Linked DNA regions of Mus musculus: region 1 is linked to region 2. A link is a contact called in public HiChIP or PLAC-seq data. All regions are on one chromosome and are shown on one strand. Each heading gives the region's core, a stretch centred on a gene start, on an enhancer-like site or on the middle of the called end of the contact. The rest is flanking DNA. Distances are from core to core; before and after follow the strand shown.

Region 1 (6,199 bases), core at 3,196-5,695, 300 kb after region 2:
CTCATGGGAGCACCTAGACCCTTGGTGTCTATTTAGTTCCGGGAGAAACTTCTACATCTTCACCCACAGCAGCCATCCGGCTTCAGTCCCAGCGGCAGTGTGCAGTGGTGTGCGTTCACACTGGCATCTGCTGCTGTCAGTCTTAAATGTTAGTCATTCTGGCGGTGGGGGTGTGGGTGCTATTTCACTCTGGCTTTAATTTTGCATCTGTCTGATGACTAATGTGGCCCAGCACATTTTCATGACCTTCCCAGCTATTCATGTATTTTTCCTTTGTAAAATATCTTTCTCAAATCTGTTGCTCATTTTCAAATTGGACGGCTCAACTCTTCCTCATTACTTCTGGATATTGGTCTTTTGTCAGATGTATGCTTTGCAAGGAGTTTATTTCAGTCTGTGGCTTGGCCATTCCTTTTGTTAATCATGTTTTTTTTTCTTTTCTTTCTTTCTTTTTTCTTTTTTTTTTAAATAAGCATAAGTGTGTCCCCATCGCTTTTGGTGAAGTCTCATTTTGCAATTTCTTTCTCTTTTTTCCTCTGTGGTTTTCACTTTCTGTGTTTTATAAGAATTGTCTCTTGCCAAGTTGCAAAGGTACTGCCAGTTTTCTTCTAGTATGTTGATAGTTTCTGTTTTTATGCTTCAGCTAAGAGTCTGGGGTAAGGCAGGGTCAAGGTTCATGCTGCCCACTGCTGCCTGCTGCCGCTGCTGCTCCGTCTTTGCAGTCGCTCAGCTTTGGCTGCTGACATCTCCTTCCTTGTTGTGTGGTTTGGAAACTTCTCTTGAAAATCATTTGAGGACCGGGGCCGTAGGAGTCAGCACCACAGAAACCGTGCGTGGCTGTGGACAACACCTGTCACCCCAGCACTCACAGGGTAGGGGCAAGAGAACTGCTCAAGGTCATCAACAAACAGTGAGCTTGCGGGCAGCCTCGGGCACACAGGATGCTGACTTGAATAATAAGGAAGAGGGCTGGAGAGGTGGCTCAGTGGTTAAAGAACACTGGCTGCTCTGGCAGAGGAACTGGGTTCAGTTCCCAGCTCCCACAAGAAGGCTCACAGCTGCCCAGAACTCCTAGAAGTTCTAGGAGATCCGCCTCCCACTCCTGGCCTCTCCAGCGTTGTAAGCGGTGCTCACACAAACAGGCAGGCACACGTGCACACACATGCAAGTTCTGCACACATGCCAATTTGATTGTATAGCCCTGTGATCCTAGTACTTGGAAGCAAGAGATACGCAGATAGATCTCTTAGAGTTCTAGGCCAGCCAGGGCTACAGAATGAGTGAGACCTTGGCTCCAAAAAAAAGTTGTCTTTTTTTTTAAGCAGGGAAGGGAGAGAGTTTTGGGGCAGGATGGCTCAGAGGGTAAAACTGCCTGCCACCAAACTGATGGCCTGAGTCAGCTATCCAGGCCCCACCCAACAGAAGGAGGGACCTGACTCCCGGCATGGTCCTCTGACTTCCACACCCTCCAGACACACACAAAATAAGTCTGAAAATGCAAAAGTCCCCCATCCCTCTGCTCGTCTCTCCACAGAATCCGCTGCCTCTGCGTCTCACTGAGTGTTTCTTGCAAGTGTTGTCAGATCTCTTCCTGAGGACTGTAGGTTTTGGCACTACTGTGGCTTGGAGGGCTGTATATATACATTGCAGGACAAATAGACTGTTTCTCTTGGGACCCTGTCATAACACAGGGGTGCTCCTAACACAAGTGTGGGGAACATGGCTTCGCCCAGCACCAAGCAACCCCCTCATTCTAGAGGACTCCGCTGTCCTGTTACTCGGGCCAGCTCGGATGTCTCCAGGCAATGTAGTTCCCAAGGGTTGGCCTCCGTTCCTTAAGACTGCCCTTCCTTGGGTACCACTCAGCAAGTCTGGTCTTCTGGAAATTCTGACTCATGAGCTGTGAACTGGGGAGACTTTTTAGGGTTTGGTCTTTACTGGAGCAGCTCATACAAAGCAGGGGGCTTTCCGATGTGCCTGTCAGTGTATCAGGGGGACTGGCTAGGTTTATTCTTATGTGTTTGTGTCTATGTGTGTCTGTGCATATCTGTGTATGTGTCTGTGTGTACCTGTGTCTATGTATGTCTGTGTGTGTATATGTGTGTCTCTGTGTGTGAACGCGTGTGTCTGTGTCTATTTGCTAGTGTGTGTGTCTGTGTGCTTATGTGTCTGTGTGTGACTGTGTATCTGTATGTGTCTGTGTGTGTTGTCTATGTGTGTCTGTGTGTATATATATGTGTTTGTGAGTGTGTGTGAACATGTATATCTGTTTGTGTGTGTCTGTGTGTCTGTTTGCTAGTGTATGTCTGTGTGCTTGTATGTGTGTATGTGTTCTTCTGTGTGTGAAGGTAAGTCTCTGTGTGTTTTTGTGTGTGTCTGTGTCTGCTAGTGTGTGTGTCTGTGTGCTTATGTGTGTGACTGTGTGTTTGTATGTGTCTGTGTGTCTGCTTGTCTGTGTCTGTGGGTGGGACTGCAGGTGCTCAGAGGATAGAGTCTCTTGGGGCTAGAATTTTATATAGGTGGTTGTGAGCTGCCAGCCAAACCCAGTTTTGCAGGAGTTGTCCAGACTGAGCCATTTTTCCAGCCCCTCAGCAAGGCTTCTTTGAACACTAGAAATGAACTGGACACAGGGGAAGTTTGAAAGGCACCGGAGCATGGGACCTGAGGCGAGCCGAACTCTCTGAGCACGGATGAATCAAGTCCTCTTCCTGTGTTCCCCTTCCTGTGTGCCCTTGTGCTGTGTCATGGAGACCACCATGTGTGACAGTGACAGCTTTAGTCATCCTCCGGGATCAATAAACCCTGTCGGTGTTTAGTAACACTTGCTGATCGGTGAGAATTTTCACAACAGTTGTGGTAGCTCACACTTATGACCCCAGCACTCAGGAGTCTGAGGCATAAAGATTAACAAGAGTTTGAGACCAGTGTAGGATACACAGGAAGTTCAAGGTCTTCCTGGGCTTCATAGAAGACCATGTCTCGGGCTGGAGAGATGGCTCAGTGGTCAAGTGCACTGGTTTCCCTTGAAGGTGACCTGGGCTCAGTTCCTAGCACACATGTGGTGACTCACAATTATTGGTAAATCCAGTTCCAGGAGATCCGATGCCCACTTCTGACCTCACAGGCACTGAGTATGCACGTACATGCTGTATAGATATTAATGGAGGCAAAGTGCTCATGTGTGAAACAAAAATGAATAAATATAAAAAATTTAGGTCTCAAAAATAAAACAAATGGGCAACACGCACACACACACACACACCACGGCCTTTATATAAGTTGCAGTTAAGATCGCTGATATCATATCTGTTTCCTGGCCAGGCCCTGACTAAGCCACCAAGTCAGTAGGAGGAAGGAAGTAATGATGATAAAGGCAGAAATCAAGGAAATGGAAAAAGAGAAAAAATAAGGTCATTCTTTGTTTCTCTAAGACGATATGGAGCGACAATTCTCAACTAGATTGCCGAGCTGGAGGAGGAAAGTCCAAACAGGGGTGGTCAGGGTCGGCGGTGAGGCGGTACCCTGCGAAGTGCCGTAGGTAGAACTGAGCCTGCTGGTAGACACCTTTACTCCCAGCACTCAGAAGCAGAGACAGGTGGATCTGAGTTCTGAGCCAGCCTGGGCTACTTTTCAAGATAAAATTTATCGAGCCAGGTGTATGGAATCCCTCTCGGGAACTGAGGTAGGAAGATTGAGAGTTTGAAGCTAGCCTGTCTCAAGGGGGAAAAAAAAGGATAACCAAAGACAACATTAAAGAAGGTTAAGAAGAAGCCAGAATAGCATTCTGTCTATGATATTTAACTGTGCCGGGCGATGACGCCTCACACCTTTAATCCCAGCAATCAAGAGGCAGAGGCGGGTGGATCTCTGAGTTCGAGGCCAGCCTGGTGTACATAGTGGGTTCTGGAACAGCCAGAGAAGCCCTGTGTGGTGGTTTGAATAGGTGTGGCCCCCACAGACGCATGTATTTGTACACTTAGCCCATGGAGACTGACACAGTTAAGGGATGTGGCCTTGTTAGAGTAGGTGTGGCCTTGATGAAAGAAGTGTGTCACTGTGGGGGTGGGCTTTAAGATCTCTTAGGATTAAGCTCTGCTCAGTGTGGAGCGCAGCTTCTCCTTGCTGCCTGCTCAACTCTCTGCTCCTCCAGCGCCATGTCGGCCTGCACATTGTCATGCTTCCCGCCATGATGATAATGGACTAAACCTCTGAAACTGTAAACCAGCCCCGATGAAATGTTTTCTTTTGTAAGAGTGGCCTTGTTCATGGTGTCTCTTCACAGCAATGAAACCCTAAGACACCCTGTCTTGAAAACCTTAATTCATTAATTTACAGCCAGATGAGGTGGCCCAGACTTTAATCTCTTAGCTGAGGAGTCAGAGGCAGGGCCAGAGGCAGGAGGATTCCCTTGGCTTTCTGACCAGTCTCATCAAGTGAACTCCAGACTCAGTGGAGAGCCACTGAGGAGGACACCTGATATCTTCCACACACAAAAGGGGCAGATAAAATGGCTCAACAGGTGCCGGGCGTGATGGTGAACACCTTTAATCCCAGCACTCGGGAGGCAGAGGCAGGCGGATTTCCGAGTTCGAGGCCAGCCTGGTCTACAAAGTGAGTTCCAGGACAGCCAGGACTATACAGAGAAACCCTGTCTCGAAGAACCAAAAAAAAAAAAAAAAAAAAAAAAAAAAGATGGCTCAGCAGGTAAAGGTGCTTGCTGCTAGGCAAGGGTGACAGACTTATAACACCATGACACCATGTTTTACCTGGGTTCTAAGGATCAAACTCTATACAAATACATATTCCTACTTTAAACTTTATTTACTTTATTTATATAAATACACTGTAGCTATCTTCAGACACACCAGAAGAGGGCATCAGATCCTGTTACAGATACTTGTGAGCCACCATGTGTTTGCTGGGAATTGAACTCAGGACCTCTGGAAAAGCAGTCAGTGCTCTTACCTGCTGAGCCATCTCTCCAGCCCTCCTACTTGCTTAAGTACACCTCTTGATGTTGTTACTTAGTGGCTGTTTAATGGGTTCTAATAGGGATTCAGTATAAAGGTAAGCCTTTACCCAGCCTGCTTAGAATTAGCCATGCATGTGTGTTTGTAGATGTGGGTACAGGAGTGTGCACACATGTGTGTTTGTAGGTGTGGGTGCGGGAGTAAATGCATACACACACACATGTGGAGGCCTGATGTTGATGTTATCTTCTCTCGACTGCACTGAGACAGTGTCTGGGGCTGAACACAGAGCTCACTGTTGGTGCTGGGATTCCTTGTCTCTGCCTCCTGCATGGTTGGATTACAGGTGGGACTACCACATGGCACCACTGGGTGTACTGGGTCTCATGCTTGCTTGGCAAGCACTTTGCCTGCTGAGCCATCTCCAGTCTTTCTCTGTAATTATTATTATTTGAATTTTAATCACTACCTATGCTCAAACCACACAATTCTGTATATGCATGCCTATATAAAGAATAGCTATAAAGGGTTAAAGAAGCCCAGTCCAAAGAGGCAGGGAGCTGTTAAAGATGCAAACAGACACTGCAGGTGGTGAGAGGCAACTGTGAAGATCCCACTGTGAGAACCACTGGAGGTGTCGGAGCCCAGCCCCAGGGTTACAGCATCCTCAAAGGAAGGCACTGGACCTTAGAGGAGAGGTGCCTCGCCCACGCCCAGCCTGCTCATGGAGAGGCCCTTTGGGTTCCCACCTGCTTGAGGCCACCCTGTCTCTCTTTGGCTACTGGACCTGGCCAGATGCTGCCAGGTCCAGATCTGCCCTTGGCTGGACTTGTCCAGGAGCTGGCCCTTCCAGTGGAGGCAATGCTCTGCTCCTGCTTGGGTCACAGCGACCTCCTCCCTGCTGTGAGCTGGTAGGCAGCTCATAGGCTCAACCTGCCTCATCAATCCACAACAGTTTAGTTCCTCTTCTGAGTGGCCCTGGTGTCATAGTCATTGGCTGGACCAGGAGAGGCGACTTGCCGTGCCAGCAGCCGCAGATTTGGGGCTTAGCCTTCAGACCTGGGGTGTTGTGTAGCTGCTGCGTGGTGTGGCCCAACCTCCCTTCTCTCAACAGGTCTGGAGTGGCACCTTCTTTAGGGCAGGTTTCAGCCGCCCAGGACTGGCCCAGAGCATTGCTGCTCTTCCCTGTGTGCCCAGGGTCCTGGGATCTGCTCCCAGACCTGGAGGGA
Region 2 (6,382 bases), core at 3,546-6,045:
TGCCCTTGGATCCTCGCTTCAGAGTTACCTGGGGCTGTCCTCCTCCTGCCCTTCTGGAAGCTTCTTAGCGTCTTGCTTTCCTCCGTGGCTGGTGTGTCCTTGGGGAAAGCGAATTTGCTATTTTAGCCTAGGAAAACATAATTAGGAAGGCAGCTTTGAGGCAAACGCCACTGTAATCTGCATCCTACAGCCAAATAGCTATGATCTTTGAATTTCCCATCAGGCTTCAGCGGTGGCGGGCGACAGCTCTGAAGTTGGCGGCTGGCCGCAAGTACATCTGTCTCTTGACTGTTCCCTGGGTCTGTGGAGTCTGGGCTGGGGACTCCAGAGTAGGGGGAAGGGTACCCAAGAAGCAGTGAGGGACTGGGTGGGGGGTAATTACAGACAGCAGCTCCATGCCTGGCCTGGCCTGGCCTGGCCTGGCCTGGCCCAGGGCTGTGAGGTGTGGTACCTGAGCCTGAGCCAGCTGTGCACCTGAGATGACCATGTAGGGAGGGGCTGCTTGACATGTGGCGATTACAGGTGTGTGCCTCTGTGCCCAGCCCTCAATGCGAGGATGTGAGTGTTAGAGTGGGGAGCTGTGGTTATAAATAGAGCCATAACATAAGTGTGGAGAATTCTGCTTAAAGTGCAGGAAGAAGTCACAGCCACATTCTTGTTGGGGAGGGAAATAAAGCCTTTTTTTTTTCCAACTGCGTTGGTGGCTATGTGGGGGTTGGGTTCGGGAACTGCAGCCCCAGGGAGGTCAGCCTCCTGGGTGTGTCTGTGAGTGTGAGGTGGGCATGTTTCCCTCTTAGGATGATATTAATCTCAACTTTACAATATGGGTTCCATTCTTCTCAGATCCCGGGCTGGCCGAGGCTCTGGGTTTGACACAAGGCTCGCCGACAGGAAGACATTTTGGTAAACCACCCAAAGCTGATCTTCTTTAGGGCTGGAGAGGGGCCAGGCTGGCAAGGAGGGACTACAAGATATGGTGATGTCACCGACCAGCTAGACCACCGGAGGAACCATCTCAGTGGGTCAGGGTGAGGACAGGCCAAGTTCAAGGTAACCTGCAAGGGACCAAAGCTAGAGAAGGGCCAGGTGACCAGGGCCCTGGGGCCAGCGGGCAGCAGAGGGGGGTTGGGCCAGGAAACCCAGGCGGCTCTGGGTTCTTCCTGCTGTATCTTCTAGTCTGTGCTGAGGCAGGAGGTCTGCAGAGTAGAGCCTAAGAGTGGCCAACACTCACCCAGTGTGCTAGTTACGTTTCTCACGGCTGCGGCAACATACCCAACAAAAGCAACTCAAGGAAGGAAGGGAGGGAGGGAGGGAGGGAGGGAGGGAGGGAGGGAGGGAGGGAGGGAGGGAGGGAAGGAAGGAAGGAAGGAAGGAAGGAAGGAAGGAAGGTAGGTAGAGAGGGCGGGTGGGCTTATTGTGGCTTGCAGGTACTGTCCAGTACTGAGGAGAAGGCGTGGCCTCAGGAGAAGGCGTGGCCTCGGGAGGGTAAGGCTGCCAGCCGAGTTGAATCCAATCAGGAAGCAGAGAGGATTGCTGGTGTTCAGCGTGCTTTCTCGGTTTTTTATTCAGTGAGGACCCCGGGCCATGCGATGGGCTGGGTGGGTCTTCCACCTCAGTTGACCCAGTTTCAAAACTCCCTCTATGTAGGAGACGTGCCTACAAGCTTGTCTCCTAGGTGACTCTAGAGCCTGTCAAGCTGACGAGCTTATTTTAGGCTTTGGGGTGAATTGCCCTTCCTCTTCCCACTGAGAAAGGGACCGGTCAATCTCACACCATCTGTTTGCAACGTCTAGACTCACCTCCACAGGGGCCGAGTCTGGGGTGGGTGACAGGGACTGAGGCTGGGTTGGGTGACAAGGAGCTGAGGCTGGGGTGGGTAGAAACAAGAGGAAGAAAGGTCACACTACAAGGGGCGTCTCATGTCCCATACTGTGTATGAGACACAGGGAGACGCAGAGCATCTGTTTCCCACGGTGTGTGTTTGTATGTGTGTGTGTATCGCTGTATGATTCTGCAGGCACCAAGATATGTAGGTTTCTTCTGTGTTTTGAAAGCACTTTGTTTCATAATACAATTATTCCCAGTGAGCTTGCTGGCCAGCTGCAGAGAAATCGATGCTCCTGTTAATTGAATATAACCCTCGTAAATCTCAGAGCAACTCGGAATTAAACCTCCTTCTCCAGGCGGCCTAGTGTACCACCTCTGGGGTAAGGGGACTGGCCTGGAATTGATGATGACCTTGTGGGGCCATGTGTACCTTTGGGGGCCTTGTTGGGGACAGGCCTGGAAGGAGTTGAGGGTGGTCTGGTGACTGCAGATGTCAGAATTCCCTGCTTGGGTCTAGGAGCTGTAGATAACAGTATACACCCTGGACTGGGGTTCTCCAGAGCACCTGGGGTATCTGCCGGGGTACCCTAGAGCAGGTCTCAGTATGAGCTTGGCACTCAGGGATGCTGGTGTCAGCCAGTGCCAGCTTTCTCTACCTTCTGAATGAGGCCTGGTTGGTTGGTGTAGGGACTGGCATGCAGGACCAGACGAAGGAAGGTGTAGCCATCCTTAGCCTCCATGTATCTGGTAGATGCGGAGGGAAGCAGCCAGGGCTGGCACAGGGCACCATACTCTTGACCTCCCTCATCCCTAGACTGATGTGTGAACGCAGGGACGTCCCTTTATCAGCCGTGGGACATTTCCCAGTCCAAGTTATACAATAAAGGGTCAGCTGGCAGGTTTAGGCGAGCCTGTCCTAGGACTTCGGGCCCTGAGCAGCCTCTTGAGGTCACAGTGCCCACAGGGCACCGAAACAAGTTTGTGCGTACTGATCAGTCTTGGTGTGTCCGGAGCCATTTCCATTCGGGACCACAGTAGCACGGCCCTGAGTCACAGTAGCATGATGGGTGTCCATGGGCAGGTCACCCTCCCAGAATGCTGGCAGACCTCCCTCTTCACCAACAGCCTGACAATGTCCAAGCTACAGAGGAGGGACAGGGGCTCAAATAGAGCTAGGGCTGCTCCTGGTCACAGAGCTGAAGGGACTGAGCCGGCCCGCTTTGCCTGTACAGGAGAGCCAGGGTAATGGAGTAACTGCTACGTTTGTTGGAGAAGGGTTTGAAAAGGGGCCCATGACTCTAGGCCAGGCTGAGCGGGTGCTGAGAACGGCCCCTGCGCTGTGGATTTCCACCTGGGTGTCTGCTGCCTCTCAAACTGCCTGTGCTGCTCTGCAGGAGCTGCCCCTCCCCTCCCATCTCCCCTACCTCCCCGCCCCCCAGTCCAGGCTGGTTGTGGTTCACAGCTGGTTCTCTTTCCATACAAACACCTCAAGAGGGAGAGAGAAGGAAAGGAAATCTACTACTATCAGGATCAAAGGGCTGAGGGCCATGCTTCAGCTGGGGGAAGTCCTGCTGATGGCCCTGTGGGGACAGTGGACTTGTTTCCAAGGAAACTCTTTAGAACAGTTTTGGCTTTTGCAGCTTGCATTGAGGGTGGTTGTACCTCTAGGGTTTCAAACCTGTACCAGCTGGCCTTTCCTTCAGTCCTGGCTTTACTGAGTGTGGCCTCTGCTGAGTGACGTAGTACTTTGTGGCACCTCCTCCTTCCAGGGATGAGAAGTTCTGTCTGTCTGTCTGACTGCCTGTCTGTCCACCTCTGTCCCATTTATCCCAGCCTTCAACTATCTATATAGCTGAGATGACTTAGGACTTCGATCCTCCTGCCTCCAACTCCTAAGTGTTAGGGTTCCAGCACGCCCCTGTGCCCAGTTTATGTGGGGATCAAACCCAGGATTTGTGCACAGGAGGCGAGCCCTCTACCGATTGCACTCCGGCCCCCTCTTTTCTCTTCAACCCAGGTATTTCCCGAGTCACAAATCTGGGCTCAGAGGCCTCAGATCCGGCTTCGCAGCCATTTGTGGAAAAGTGTCTCAGCGTGAGGCGCCTAATTGTCTATTATTTGAAAATAGAAAGTGCTGTGTGACGTTACGTCCAGCTTAATAATAGTCATGCCAAGGGACTCTGTTTGGAATGACTGGGGCTTGTTAAGTCCGGCCAACGCCACGGCACTATTTAAAGCCCTTGCTGGCGATATGTTTTATGCAAAAAAAAAAAAAAAACCAAAAAACAAAAAAAAAAACAAACAAACAAAAAAAACAAAAACAAAACCCAAAACGCTTATTGTACAAGAGTTGCTGAATCCCCCCAAAAAGTTCAGTGGTTTTTCTCAGTGGCTGAGCCTTCACTAATTCCTGTAAGGGATGGGGTGTCTGCTTAAGTAGGGAGGTGTTGCGGGAAATATTAAAAAGAGCCGGCGCATTCCCGAGCTTGTGCCGACAACTCTCAGCGCCCCCCCCCCCCCGCCCCCCGTCTGGGCGGCTTGTTCTTATCCAGTGGAGACTCTCAGGCCTGGAGCTCCTGAAAACGTCTCCACCCAGCTCGCTAGGTTCCCTCTGGCGGGTCACTACCACGCCAGCCCCAAAACTTCAAAACCCCCCAAGCCTTTGTGGTGCACATCAGGCAAACCCACTCTTTGCCGCCGTGCAAGAGAAAGCTCTCTTGAACCCAGATGAGCCCTCTGCATGAAGGAAAACACAACACAAACTTAGTTCAGAAACAATGGTAACTCAATGGCTGGGCGCAACAACTAAAATCCTAACTTTTAAGCCTTATTAAGTCTAAATCCTCTGGTGGCAAATCCTGATGGATCTGCCCTTGGAACCGGGAGACACCCCCCACCCCCTGCTCTTTTCCACCCAAAAGTCCCTCCTACTCGCCCAATGATTGGCTCCTTTATTCATTAAGGAGCCAATCATTGGGCTCCTTAATGAAGGACCAGAAGTCACCTGAGTATGTGACTCACTCCTTGTCTGCAAGCTCTCCCAGGAGAGTGGAATTAGCATCAAAATACAAACAGCACCAGGCCCGACCACAACAGGGAGAAAAAGCAGGTTGAGAGGGACCGGGAGAGGTTGGTACAGTGGTAGAGTACCTGCCTAGCTTGTGTGAGGCCACAGGTTCAATCCTTAGTAAGCACCCACTCTATACTGGAGTGTTGCCATTCTGCCTCAGCTTAAACCCTTGAAGGAACTTTGCCTCTAACTCCTGAGTTGTGTAACCCAACCATCCCAGGCTACCCTGAGAGCCACCCAGAGGAGTCAGTTGGAAAGAGAACTTCCCACCGCCGGAGCCTGAGAACTTCTCAACCACCAGAGCCTGCCCTATGAAGGAGCGAAAGCAGCTTTCTTTGTTCAGCCAGTCGTTGGCTGATGACTGGCGTTATAGGGTAGCTATGAGTCAGGTGGCAGAAAATAACGGACATTTCACAGTTATTCCCTCCCAGTTCTGGGGCTGATGGGTTGTCCTACTGGGTTCTGGGTGGATCCTAGCACAACAGGTCAGAGCTGACCTCGGCACTTTCGTGCCCAATTGTGCCTTGGCTTCTGCCGAGACACATGCAGCAACACCTATTTAACATCTAGATAGATAGAGCACCCACAGGGCAAGAAAGTCTGTCCAACTCCAGCATAGGAGGACAAAGGTGACTCTGGCAGCTCACGGCAGCCCCGGAGTCCCTAACCTTCCCCATCCACAAGTGAGAGGGTCTCAGGTACTAGGTTTAGTATTACCCGGAATCCAGCAAGGCCTCATCTTCCCCAAGCTCAAAGACCCTATTTCCAAATAGGGCACATCCCAAGGTTATCGGAGAATGTGAGTTTGGAGATATAAATGTTGCTCAGCCTACTGTAGTCGTGGGTCTCTGGGCACATGCCCATACTGGTAGGGTTGGTCTCTGTATGAAAGGCATCCTGCTCAGACTGCAGCATGGGGAACGATGGGGTTCTGAGAGGACAGATGGAGAAATACCTACACGAAGGTGGCTTTGTGGCAGTGAGCTGGGCTCATTTCACAACTGCCAGAATGCCTGGCTGGTCCCTGTGGTAGCTGCTTGGCCCTTTCCAGCCCTGTGAACCCCCAGGCCCGGCAGCATGGTCTTGGCAGCCCTATGTGTCAGCAGATTGACCTGGTAGACATGGAGGCACCACAGCCTTGCGTACTGGGGCTCCCCAAGTCTCAGCTGTGCCTTGGGCCACCTCTTCCAGTCACTTCAGCCCTGGGTTAAGTCCCCAGCAACACATAAACCAGGCATGGTAGTGCATGCCCAGAACCTGGGAGGGGAAAGTGGCAGTGTCTGACAGAGATGCTGTCTGCCTGTCCCTGGTTGGTATGGAAGGCGGCACAATCTGCCTTTGGAACTTTTTAGTTCTCCGTCGCTCTCTGTGCTCCTTATTAGGTAAAGGGAAGAGGGGATGGTGGTCCTGACATGGCAGTTTGCTACCACTTCTCTGGCAGGCAGCTCACCTAGCCTGTGAGAGGTGAGGTTTGCGTGCACTTTC

Evidence for each region. HiChIP or PLAC-seq counts read pairs in DNA pulled down with a chosen protein or histone mark.
Region 1: an H3K27ac HiChIP or PLAC-seq map of embryonic stem cells shows a contact between it and region 2, with 5 read pairs. The contact joins two enhancer-like sites. A contact is called at or near these places in 1 of 115 datasets of contacts at active chromatin or transcription factors (embryonic stem cells) and 1 of 9 other capture datasets (liver).

What each region holds. Positions count from the first base shown.
Region 1 is chr11:117,239,651-117,245,849 of GRCm38.p6, forward strand. It overlaps a transcript of Septin9 not described here. Among named protein-coding and RNA genes, the nearest start is that of Gm39478, 23 kb to the right of the region's middle. Within about 2 kb of position 4,446, at least 23 of the 459 cell types and tissues checked have an H3K27ac peak or open chromatin away from gene starts, as enhancers often do. A contact at or near this core is called in embryonic stem cells, where this site is marked.
Region 2 is chr11:116,935,861-116,942,242 of GRCm38.p6, forward strand. The region is part of intron 3 of Mgat5b (mannoside acetylglucosaminyltransferase 5, isoenzyme B); the gene reads left to right. It overlaps Gm33829 (a long non-coding RNA gene), which reads left to right. Exons shown (of 2, transcript XR_389169.3): 2 at 224-692. Among named protein-coding and RNA genes, the nearest start is that of Gm33829, 7.3 kb to the left of the region's middle. Within about 2 kb of position 4,796, at least 54 of the 459 cell types and tissues checked have an H3K27ac peak or open chromatin away from gene starts, as enhancers often do. A contact at or near this core is called in embryonic stem cells, where this site is marked.